2 separate regions of the Ovis aries genome follow, and region 1 is linked to region 2. The links are chromatin contacts, called in public Hi-C maps. All regions are on one chromosome and are shown on one strand. The core of a region is the stretch at or near the end of the contact, and the rest is flanking DNA. Distances in the headings are between cores, read along the strand shown. Region 1 overlaps PTPRJ (protein tyrosine phosphatase receptor type J). Region 2 overlaps PTPRJ (protein tyrosine phosphatase receptor type J).

Region 1 (4,572 bases), core at 1,097-3,596, 52 kb before region 2:
GGCCACTGCTGAGTTTTCCAAGTTTGCTGGCATGTTGAGTGCAGCACTTTCACAGCATCATCTTTCAGGATTTGAAAGAGCTCCACTGGAATTCCATCACCTCCACTAGCTTTGTTTGCAGTGATGCTTCCTAAGGCTCACTTCACCTCACATTCCAGGATGTCTGGCTCTAGGTGAGTGGCCACACCATCGCAGTTTTCTGGGTCACTAAGACCTTTTTTGTATGGTTCTGTAGATTTTCGCAACTTCTTAATCTCTTCTGCTTCTGATAGGTCCATACTATTTCTGTCCTTTATTGTGTCCATTCTTGCATGAAATGTTCCCTTGGCATCTCTGATTTTCTTGAAGAGGTCTCTAGTCTTTCTCATTGTACTGTTTTCCTCTATTTCTTTACATTGCTCATTTAAAGGCTTTCTGATCTCTCCTTGCTGTTCTCTAGAACTCTGCATTCAGTTGGGTATATCTTTCCCTTTCTCCTTTGCCTTTAGCTTCTCTTCTTTTCTCAGCTATTTGTAGGGCCTCCTGGAACAACCATTTCACCTTTTTGCATTTCTTTTTCTTTGGAAGGGTTCTGGGCACTGCTTCCTGTACAATGTTACAAACCCCCATCCATAGTTCTTTAGGCACTCTGTCTACCAGACCTAATCTCTTGAATCTATTAGTTACCTGCACTAATCATGAGGGACTTGATTCAGTCATACCTGAATGGCTTGCAAGGGCCCTTCTTCAACCTGGGCCCTCACCCACAGCTCAGTTCCAGGTAGGGAAAGAAGCAAGCATTCCACAGGCTCCATCTCATTTAACCCTCACACAAGTCAGTGAAAAAGGAATGATCATTCCCATTGTGCAGATGAGAACACTGAGGCCAGAGAATGCCTTAGGTCACAGAGCTCAGAAATTCCCTGGCTGGCTGTTACGAACCTGCCCCAGGCACAGGAGTGAGAAGTGCTTCACGGTGAAGGAAAAAAATGGCACTTTCCACTTGCTACCTTCCTCTGGGCAGAAATTAAACCAGATAAAGTGTGTAGAGCCAGCCCACGAGCAAGGGGCAGCTCTTGCTCACAGTCTTCTCCCTCTTGGCTTAAGGAGACCCAGCAGGGAGTGATGAATGAGCCCACCCTGTGGCAAGGACTCCGGGGACACCAGAAGTCACAGTCCTGGTGCTCAAACAGACAAAGAGGGCAGCGTTTGCATAAAAGACGGTGGGGGTTAACAGCCGCACCAGTCTCAATAGCTTGAAGGTGGAGACAACCCACAGTCCACTGGCAGATAAGGGGAATGTGTACACATGTGCAAGGGACACTGTTCAGCCTGAAGAAGGAAGGAAACTCTGATATATGCTACAATGAGGATGGATGCAAAACCATGACGCCAAATGAAGGAAGTCAGACACAGGAGCAAACAGACTGTGGCTCCATTTAAACAAAACGTCCAGAAGAGGGAAATCCACAGAAACAGAAGGCAGAACTAGCGGGTGCCAGGGGGCAGAAGATGGGAAGGGAGAGTGATTGCCCACAGGTACTGGCTTTTCTATGGGCGGACAAAAATGTTCTGAAACTATAATGGAGGTGGAGGTTACACAGCCTGGTCAGTGTACTAAATGTCACTGAACTGCAGACTTTATAATGGCTAATTTTACGTTATGTGAATATCATCCCAATTTAAACAACAAAAAAAAAGGTAGTGAGTAGGTGACTATGTATCATCAAGCTGAGCCACTGGGAAGGCGGAGCGGAAGGTTGCTTCTAGCAGGACGAGGTTGGGGAGGGAGGAGAAGAGGAAGGTAATAAATGGGAAGGTTTTAAAAGGTGGATTTGGACTGGGAGAAGGGGGAATGAACCTCCCTGAACCAGACATTAGGTAGCATGAGCTAGGCAGGGCTTCCCAGGCGGCGCTAGCGGTAAAGAACCCGCCTGCCAATGCAGGAGACCCGAGAGATGCGGGGTCAATCCCTGGGTCAGGAAGATCCCCTGGAGGAGGGCATGGCAGCCCAGTCCAGTACTCTTGCCTGGAGAATCCCATGGACAGAGGAGCCTGGCGGGCTACAGTCCATGGGATCTCAAAGAGTCGGAGTTGACTAAAGGAACTCAGCACACAAGCCACGCACACCGTGATCTGGCACTGCTAACCTCCAGAACTGGGAGAAAATAAAAAAGAAAACATGAGCTGAAGCGTCTGACCAGAAGCACAGTGGGGACCTCCACTTCCGGATGCATTCTGAGGATAAAAAGGAAGGAACTCAAGTTTACTTGGCACCCACAGCATGCCGGGCACTGAGCTGGGCTTGCTGTGGCCTTTGTCCGAGCACAGACTCATGGAATCTTGGCTAAGAGCCTGGGCTCTGGAACCAGACAGACCGCCTGGGTGAAGTCATTCAGGGCCACCACTTACTGGCAGTGTGACTTTGGGCAGGTAGCTTAACAGCTCTGTCCCTTGGTGTCCACATCTACGAACAGGGATGAAATGAAATAAAACGATCTCTTTAGCCACTATTACTACCATCATTACCTTGAATCTTCGGAGCAACTCTGCAAAGTATTTTATCTCTATTTTACAGATGACAACACCAAAGCTCAGACTCTACTGATATAACCAAATGGCAATTTGAAACACATCCTTTCCAAAGTGTATATATAGTTGAACAAGAACCCAGTTACAGAGGTGGGCACGGAGGCCCAGAGGCACTCAGGGGCTTACCCAGCCAGTGAGGCAGTACCAAAAACAACCCAGGTTTTGACCTCAGCCACTCCAGCCAAGACTCCCCAAAGCCTTCTCTCCTGGGAGGCAGACCTGGATACAGTACTCATAGCCCACCCACGTTCCTGCTTTCCCCCTGCAAAGTCGCCTGTACAGGTGGCCCAAGGCTTCTGCAGGCCCCCAAAACTGGGCTAACAGGGCCCAGAGAGTAGGGAGACTACACTCACTGTCCAAGGAGGAAGACATACCAACATACGAGAAAAGACTCTAAGACTGTCCTCAGTCTGCCAAGGACTTCCAGTTACCGAGCTACCCCAGGGACAGCAGACAATGGTCCACCCATTGGTCAACCAGATGGCCGAGCATTACCGACACCCAAGAACACCCAACACTGCCCAGCAGTCTTCTCCTGCTTCTTTTCTAAGGAGCAGACCCTCACTGTCCAGACGTCCAGCCTTTATCATCATCCCCCTGCCCCAGGGATGTGCTCTTCCTTCACAGCCTCCTCTGGTCACGCTGATGAGCCAAACCCTCTTTGGGAACCACCCCCAGTCCTGAAACTTTGGTTCCAGTCACAGGGGTCTTCCTCCACGCCCAGAGAAAACAAAACTGCTAATACCGCCCTCGGTACCATCCCAACTCAGCCAAAGCTACAGTCATCACACCAGTGGTCCACGTTGAACGCTGGATTCTCCTACCAAACACCTAAATCACAGGGATCTCACTAGCTACATTCATCTAAAATTTCTAAACGCCCCCCAGTTCCTCTCCAGGTAAACATTCCTCCTAGATACACACCAAAACAGACTTGTACATGTTCTCCTCCCCCTCTCCAAGTATTGGGTTGGAATGAACTTTTTGGCCAACCCAATACCTCTGTGACTGCCCCATTACACCTGTCTCCCAGTTCATAAACTCCCTCCCTTCATCCTTTGTGGGTACACTCAGTGGTCATGGCCTGACGATGCTTGGGTGTTGAATGCACCTGGACTTCCCACTTCCACACTGCGGCCACCCAAAAACAAACCTCATAACCCTCAGCCCAAACAGAAGACAGCACTGTCCTTGGGCTGAAACAAACCATTTCCCCTTTTCTATCTTGAAGCTCGCAGTGTACACACACACACACACACACACACACACACAAACACACACGTTTGTTTGCAGTATGTTTGTATCTCTGTCCTGTCCGTGTATCACCATGACGCTATCTACAATCTCTCATTTGAATATAAAAGCCCAATAGCTAAACTGAAGCTCTTTGTGCACAACCAGCCCTATCCCTTCACCCGCACACCTGGCTGCTTCTCTCCATCTCTCCCTTCAATGCATAGTGGAAAGTTAATACAGAACTGCTAGATTACCCCTCCTAAAACATGCCAGTGTTCATGGGGAGCCTGGCAGGGACAGATGACACGCTACCAGGGTAACTGAGGAGAGTTTCAAAGGGTCTGTTTACAAGGGTGTGATGGGAACCCAGCAAGGGCTGGGTGAGAGTTTTAGCAGCCGTGGGACCAAACAAGGGAAGGGGCTGAGGGGCCAGCCCAGCAGGAAGCTGCGGATCGAGGGCACTCATGGTATAGCCCAAGGAGGGCAGCCTCCTCCTGGCAGGCGGAGCCGGGTGGAGATGAGTGGGTGGGGAGGCAGGGGCCCGCAGCTGCACACAGACGGGCTGAAGCAGAGATCACGTCACCTCACCGCGGAGGTTCACCACTGTGAACCTGGCTGGCACGGCCCAGAGAGGTGATCAGGAGGCTGAGGTCCCACTGCCCCTGGCACTGTGAGCTCAGGGACCTGGCTGGGTCTCACCGAGCCATCCATTCCATCTGCTGAAAAGCCACAGACGGACACATGCGGTCCACAGCCCACGTCGGC
Region 2 (4,734 bases), core at 1,387-3,886:
TGCATGGGATAACAGAAGGGGTATTTGTCAGCAGGCTTTGGAAGCTAACCCGCCTTGAGTTATGGAGCTCAGGGGCCCGATTAAGGATACGAGGTGGGGAGGGTGGGGTGACGCTGTCCTTCACGTGTTGGTCATGAGACCAGCCCTCAAGCCTCCCAGGGCTGGAATTCATCAAAAATATTCTAGAGAGGATGTGACTGTCCCACTGGTGGGAGGAGGAGGTGGAGGGGACAGAGGCCAGGGAATAAAGGCAGGAGGTTGACTGTGTGTCAACCCCAGAGATCAGCCGGGCGTCTCGGGCCCCTTAGACTCCAAGAATCACTGTTGTATCAGAAGTTCTGTGTCTGCAGGCAACCGGCCAAGCAAAAATGCAGTCCACTGAGACCAAAATATCCCACAGTCTACAAACGACAGGTCCCGACCACTCTGGAGGGGTATCTGCTGAAAGCGAGTATCTTCCATCAAAACAGAATTTCCTACTTTTCTCAGGTTTCCCTGGTGGTTCAGGGGTAAAGAATCCATCTGCCAATGCAGGAGATGTGGGTTTGATCCCTGGCTCGGGAAGATCACCTAGAGAAGGAAATGGCAACCCACTCCAGTATTCTCACCTGGTAAACCCCATGAACAGAGGAGCCTGGTGGGCTACAGTCCACAGGGAAACAGAGTCAGACTTAGGGACTGACTGAGGCACTGAGCATGCACTTTTCCTGGCGGGGGTGGAAGCAAAGATCTACTAACACTGGGCCATATTCTCACATGACAACAAGGGCTGGGGCTGAGTAGGGGCAGCCCCGTGGGGGACCTAACCCTCCAACCCAACACCAGTGCCGCCAGCTCACTTCCCTCGTGTATATGGCTGCCCGGCCACTGTAGGCTGGTAAGTGAGCACTGCACAAAGCCAGGTGTTGTGAGACACAGCCGCTGAGCCTTCACCAGTTTCTACAATTCTGCCAAGTTTTCACTGGGTTGTAAGATTTTTGGTACCACTTCCCTGTTACCTGGGGGATCCATGAAGGACATTTCATTGACAGCAGAAATGTGGAACCAGCCCTCTTGGGCAAGCATGCGTGATGCTCCCCCAAGCTCTTCTCCACCTCCTGGGTGCATCTGTCCCACCCTTTCAGATCTGGACTCCACCTGATCAAGTCACTCCCATCAGAAGCATCAGGGAAGTGATGCAGATACATGAGATCCCCAGCACCTCCTGGCCTCAGGAGCTCTTCCACCACCCAGGAGGCAGAAACCCTTGTCAAGCCAGGTGGGGAGGTTCAGTGGATGGTAGGGCTGGGGGACTTGCTGGCACTGACCCAAGGGCTACAACAGGGAGCACCTTGGTTTCAGGCTGAAGCCAGGAGTAAGACCATCTATGGGCTCCAGAGGATGGCCAGCATCTCCTGAAGTCCTAGCAGGGAAAGGAAAAGGCCAGTGCCTACCTCAAGAGAACCATGTTCTTACATTTGAGGGACCTGAAGGCCGTCCACCACGAATCCCAGGGCACACTCACAGCTGAATCACGACTCCACTACTTTGTGCTGTTGTCCAGTTGCTAAGTTGTGTCTGACTCTCTGTGACCCCATGGACTGCAGCACACCAGGCTTCCCTGTCCACCCTCTCCCAGAGTTCGCTCAAACTCATACCCACTGAGTCGATGATGCCATCCAACCAACTCATCTTCCGTCGCCCCCTCCTCCTCCTGCCCTCACTCTTTCCCAGCGTCACCACCTTTCTTCAGTGAGTCAGCTCTTTACATCAGGTGGCCAAAGGACTGGAGTCTCTTCAGCTACCTTGTAGGCCAAGAATAAACACTAAGCCTCACATCACTGGAGACGCAATATCTCATGTCTTTCTAAACACAGCCCCACCCGGATGGGCTCCAGGGGAGAACCTACAGGCAATTCCAGACTCTAGAGAGACAGCACAGAGTAAGACAAAAGCCTGCCCTCAGGAAGTAGACTCTGCACCCTCAGACTCGGCCAAGTGCCTTCCCCACCGCTGTCACTATCTTCAAGGCACTAACGTTCCCTGTGTCCACTGTGTCTCAGCTGGCATGTTAATGCATTTCACTCTCTTTATCACATTTTGGTGAGATTCCCTGGTGGCTCAGACAGTCAAGAATCCGCCTACAGTGCAGGAGACTTGGCTTCGATCCCTGGGTCAAGAAGATCCCCTGGGGAAGGGAAAGGCAACCCACTCCGGTACTCCTGCCTGGAGAATCCCACGGACTGTATACTCCATGGGGTCACAGAGACTCAGACACAGCTGAGCAACTGAACACAGACACGCCTCACATTTCTGTGTGACTATTACCTGCCTGTTTAACAAAGGAGAGAACTGAGGCTTAGGAAAGTCAAAGGAACACGCTCAAACTCATAGAAGGAACTAGAATTCAGGCCCAGGAAGTCTGACTCCTGAACCCATGCTGGAAATGCCCGTCAAGCCTTACTTCCTGATTTTCAGATAAGGAAGCTGAGCCTCAAGAAGTCTGTGCAAAAGAGCTCCCTCTCCCAAGCCCACTTTCTTCACCCCCTCCTGGTTACCCCCCTGAGAAGCCTGTATTTTCCTCCCTCCCCCACCCACAGGAGGGCCTCTCAACGCCCCGCCTCCCAAGGCTGGTATCTGAGGCTGGATGGTCCATCACTGTGGGCAGCCACCCTGTGCAGGCAGAGTCCTTACCAGCCTGCCTGGGCCCCACCCATCAGCTGTCAACAGCAACTTTATTTACCGTCAGACCTGCTGGGTGTTCGCCGCTGCTCGGCTTTTCCCTAGCTGCAGAGAGCAGTGTTCACTCTCCAGCCGTGGGGCTCGGGCTTCTCATTGTGGTGGCTTCTCTTGCTTCAGAGCACAGGCTCTAGGGCCCGTGGGCTCAGCAGTTGCAAAGCACAGGCTCAGTAGTTTCAGCAACACGAGCTTAGTTGCTCCGTGGCCTGTGGGATCTTCCTGGACCAGGGACCAAACCCATGTCTCCTGCATTGGCAGGCTGATTCTTTACCACTCAGCCATCAGGGAAGTCCGACAGCAACTTTAAAATCCTCTGCCCCGAAATCATGACATCAAAAAGTCTCCTTATAACTGCCCAAGGTCCCCTGGGAGGCAAAGTCGCCCCCAGCTGTGAGCTGCACTGGATACCAAGGCACAGCCCGGGACAGAAGAGACATGGGCTAGCAGAGGGGCCCGGGTTTGAGCCTGGCCTTAAATCCCAGCCCAGCCTCTGAGCATATGCCTCGGTCTCCTCCTTTGTAAGATAGAAGTAGCACTGTGTCTCCTTCTCAGGGCTCCTCCAGTAAATGGAACTGCTTATGCCAAGAATCTGGGCCAGAAGCCGGCTCCCAGGCAGGGCTTGACTGTGCTCAGCTGTCATTAGAGTAAGTCTGGTCATCTAGTTGAGACCCACCTCGCAGTGACCTGGAAAACCTCTCTGAAAACCAGGAGCAGGTTTTTTTCCCGCATCTACGGAGAAACACAATCATCAAAAACACCATTTTCCTTATGCCGTGGGAGGTGGCCGGCGGGGGAGGGGGAATATGACCAAGTGACTTCCTCTAAACCAAAAAGGAAGAAAGAGAAAACCACAAGCAGCTTGGCCTGGGAGTCCAATGTAAGCTTCCAGCTCGAGCCTAGAACCCAATGGCCCGTCACACAGCCTTCACACTGTGAGTCAGTCTGCACAAACTTGCACATAAGCACACACACACACACACACACACACACACACTCTCTCTGATGGCCCTAGTGTCGGAGCAGCATTGCAGTGACAGTCCCTGAGGATCATGAAACATCATAAACGCCGAATGCTCCATAATAGAATAAATAAAATACAAGAGACGCTAGAATCTTGCGCAGCTGGCAAATGATAAAAGAACAACTGTCAACATGAGAAAGTGCTCATAATAAAACTCAAAGTGAGGCAGACGAGATACAAAAATTATACAAGCAAAATAAAGACATATGCAGTATGATCAGTCTCTAAGTATTCCGGGGGCTCAGTCATAAGGAAACGGTAAAATGCTAACAGTGTAGACCTCGAGACGGCAAAAGAAGGGATTTCTATTTCTTTTTTAAACTCTCCTTGTTCCCTCGGTTCTATATCTACACCGGTCTTAGAGGCGGGAAAGCCCTGAGGGCTGGGGTCCCAGCTCTGCGGCTCCTGCTGCGCCTCCCTGTGCTGGGCGGTTAACTTTCCCAGTTAATGACACTCCTAATGAGAGAGCAGGATGCCTAACGTAGCTATTATTATGACTTTTCCAATTGGAGGGGAGAGTTAAGCCCTGGGAATAAAAAATGATGGGTCCTTACGGGTAAAAAGATGTCATCAGTTAATTAGATACCACCCCTGGGGGTGTTATATTAGTGCTGCAAAGAGAAATGTTCACCCGGCGCTTTTGCAAAATTCCCCTGAGTTACCAAGACTGACAAGGGAACCATTTGCTGAAAACCAGCCACTCTCATAAGCCATACTAAACACAGGGCCACGAGTATGGCCCCCGGAGGTTGCCCACTACAGCGCAGGGCCAGACTACACCTGGCTAATACATGTGTTTCTGGAAAAGCACGTGTAACGGGTGTTGCGAACAGCACCCTACTTATGATCTAACAGAAGGGAGCACTCTTCCACAGAACCAAAGAAATGGGATTTATCATCTGATTGCATCATCTGAAAAAAACATCTTTCCCAACGTTACTGTTCATTTGAGGTTTTAATAAGCGGGATTTCCTCAGTGTGAGGCATCTTGGCAT

What was found. A called contact is a pair of places that touch in the nucleus more often than the background predicts.
Region 1: a contact with region 2 is called in a Hi-C map of blood, with 3 times the contacts expected there. The contact joins two enhancer-like sites. A contact is called at or near these places in 7 of 16 Hi-C or Micro-C datasets (blood, hypothalamus, omental adipose tissue and 1 more).

The regions. Positions count from the first base shown.
Region 1 is chr15:76,727,710-76,732,281 of ARS-UI_Ramb_v3.0, reverse strand. The region is part of intron 1 of PTPRJ (protein tyrosine phosphatase receptor type J); the gene reads right to left. Among named protein-coding and RNA genes, the nearest start is that of PTPRJ, 120 kb to the right of the region's middle. Within about 2 kb of position 2,346, at least 17 of the 54 cell types and tissues checked have an H3K27ac peak or open chromatin away from gene starts, as enhancers often do.
Region 2 is chr15:76,675,798-76,680,531 of ARS-UI_Ramb_v3.0, reverse strand. All of the region lies in intron 1 of PTPRJ (protein tyrosine phosphatase receptor type J), which reads right to left. Among named protein-coding and RNA genes, the nearest start is that of PTPRJ, 64 kb to the right of the region's middle. Within about 2 kb of position 2,636, at least 13 of the 54 cell types and tissues checked have an H3K27ac peak or open chromatin away from gene starts, as enhancers often do.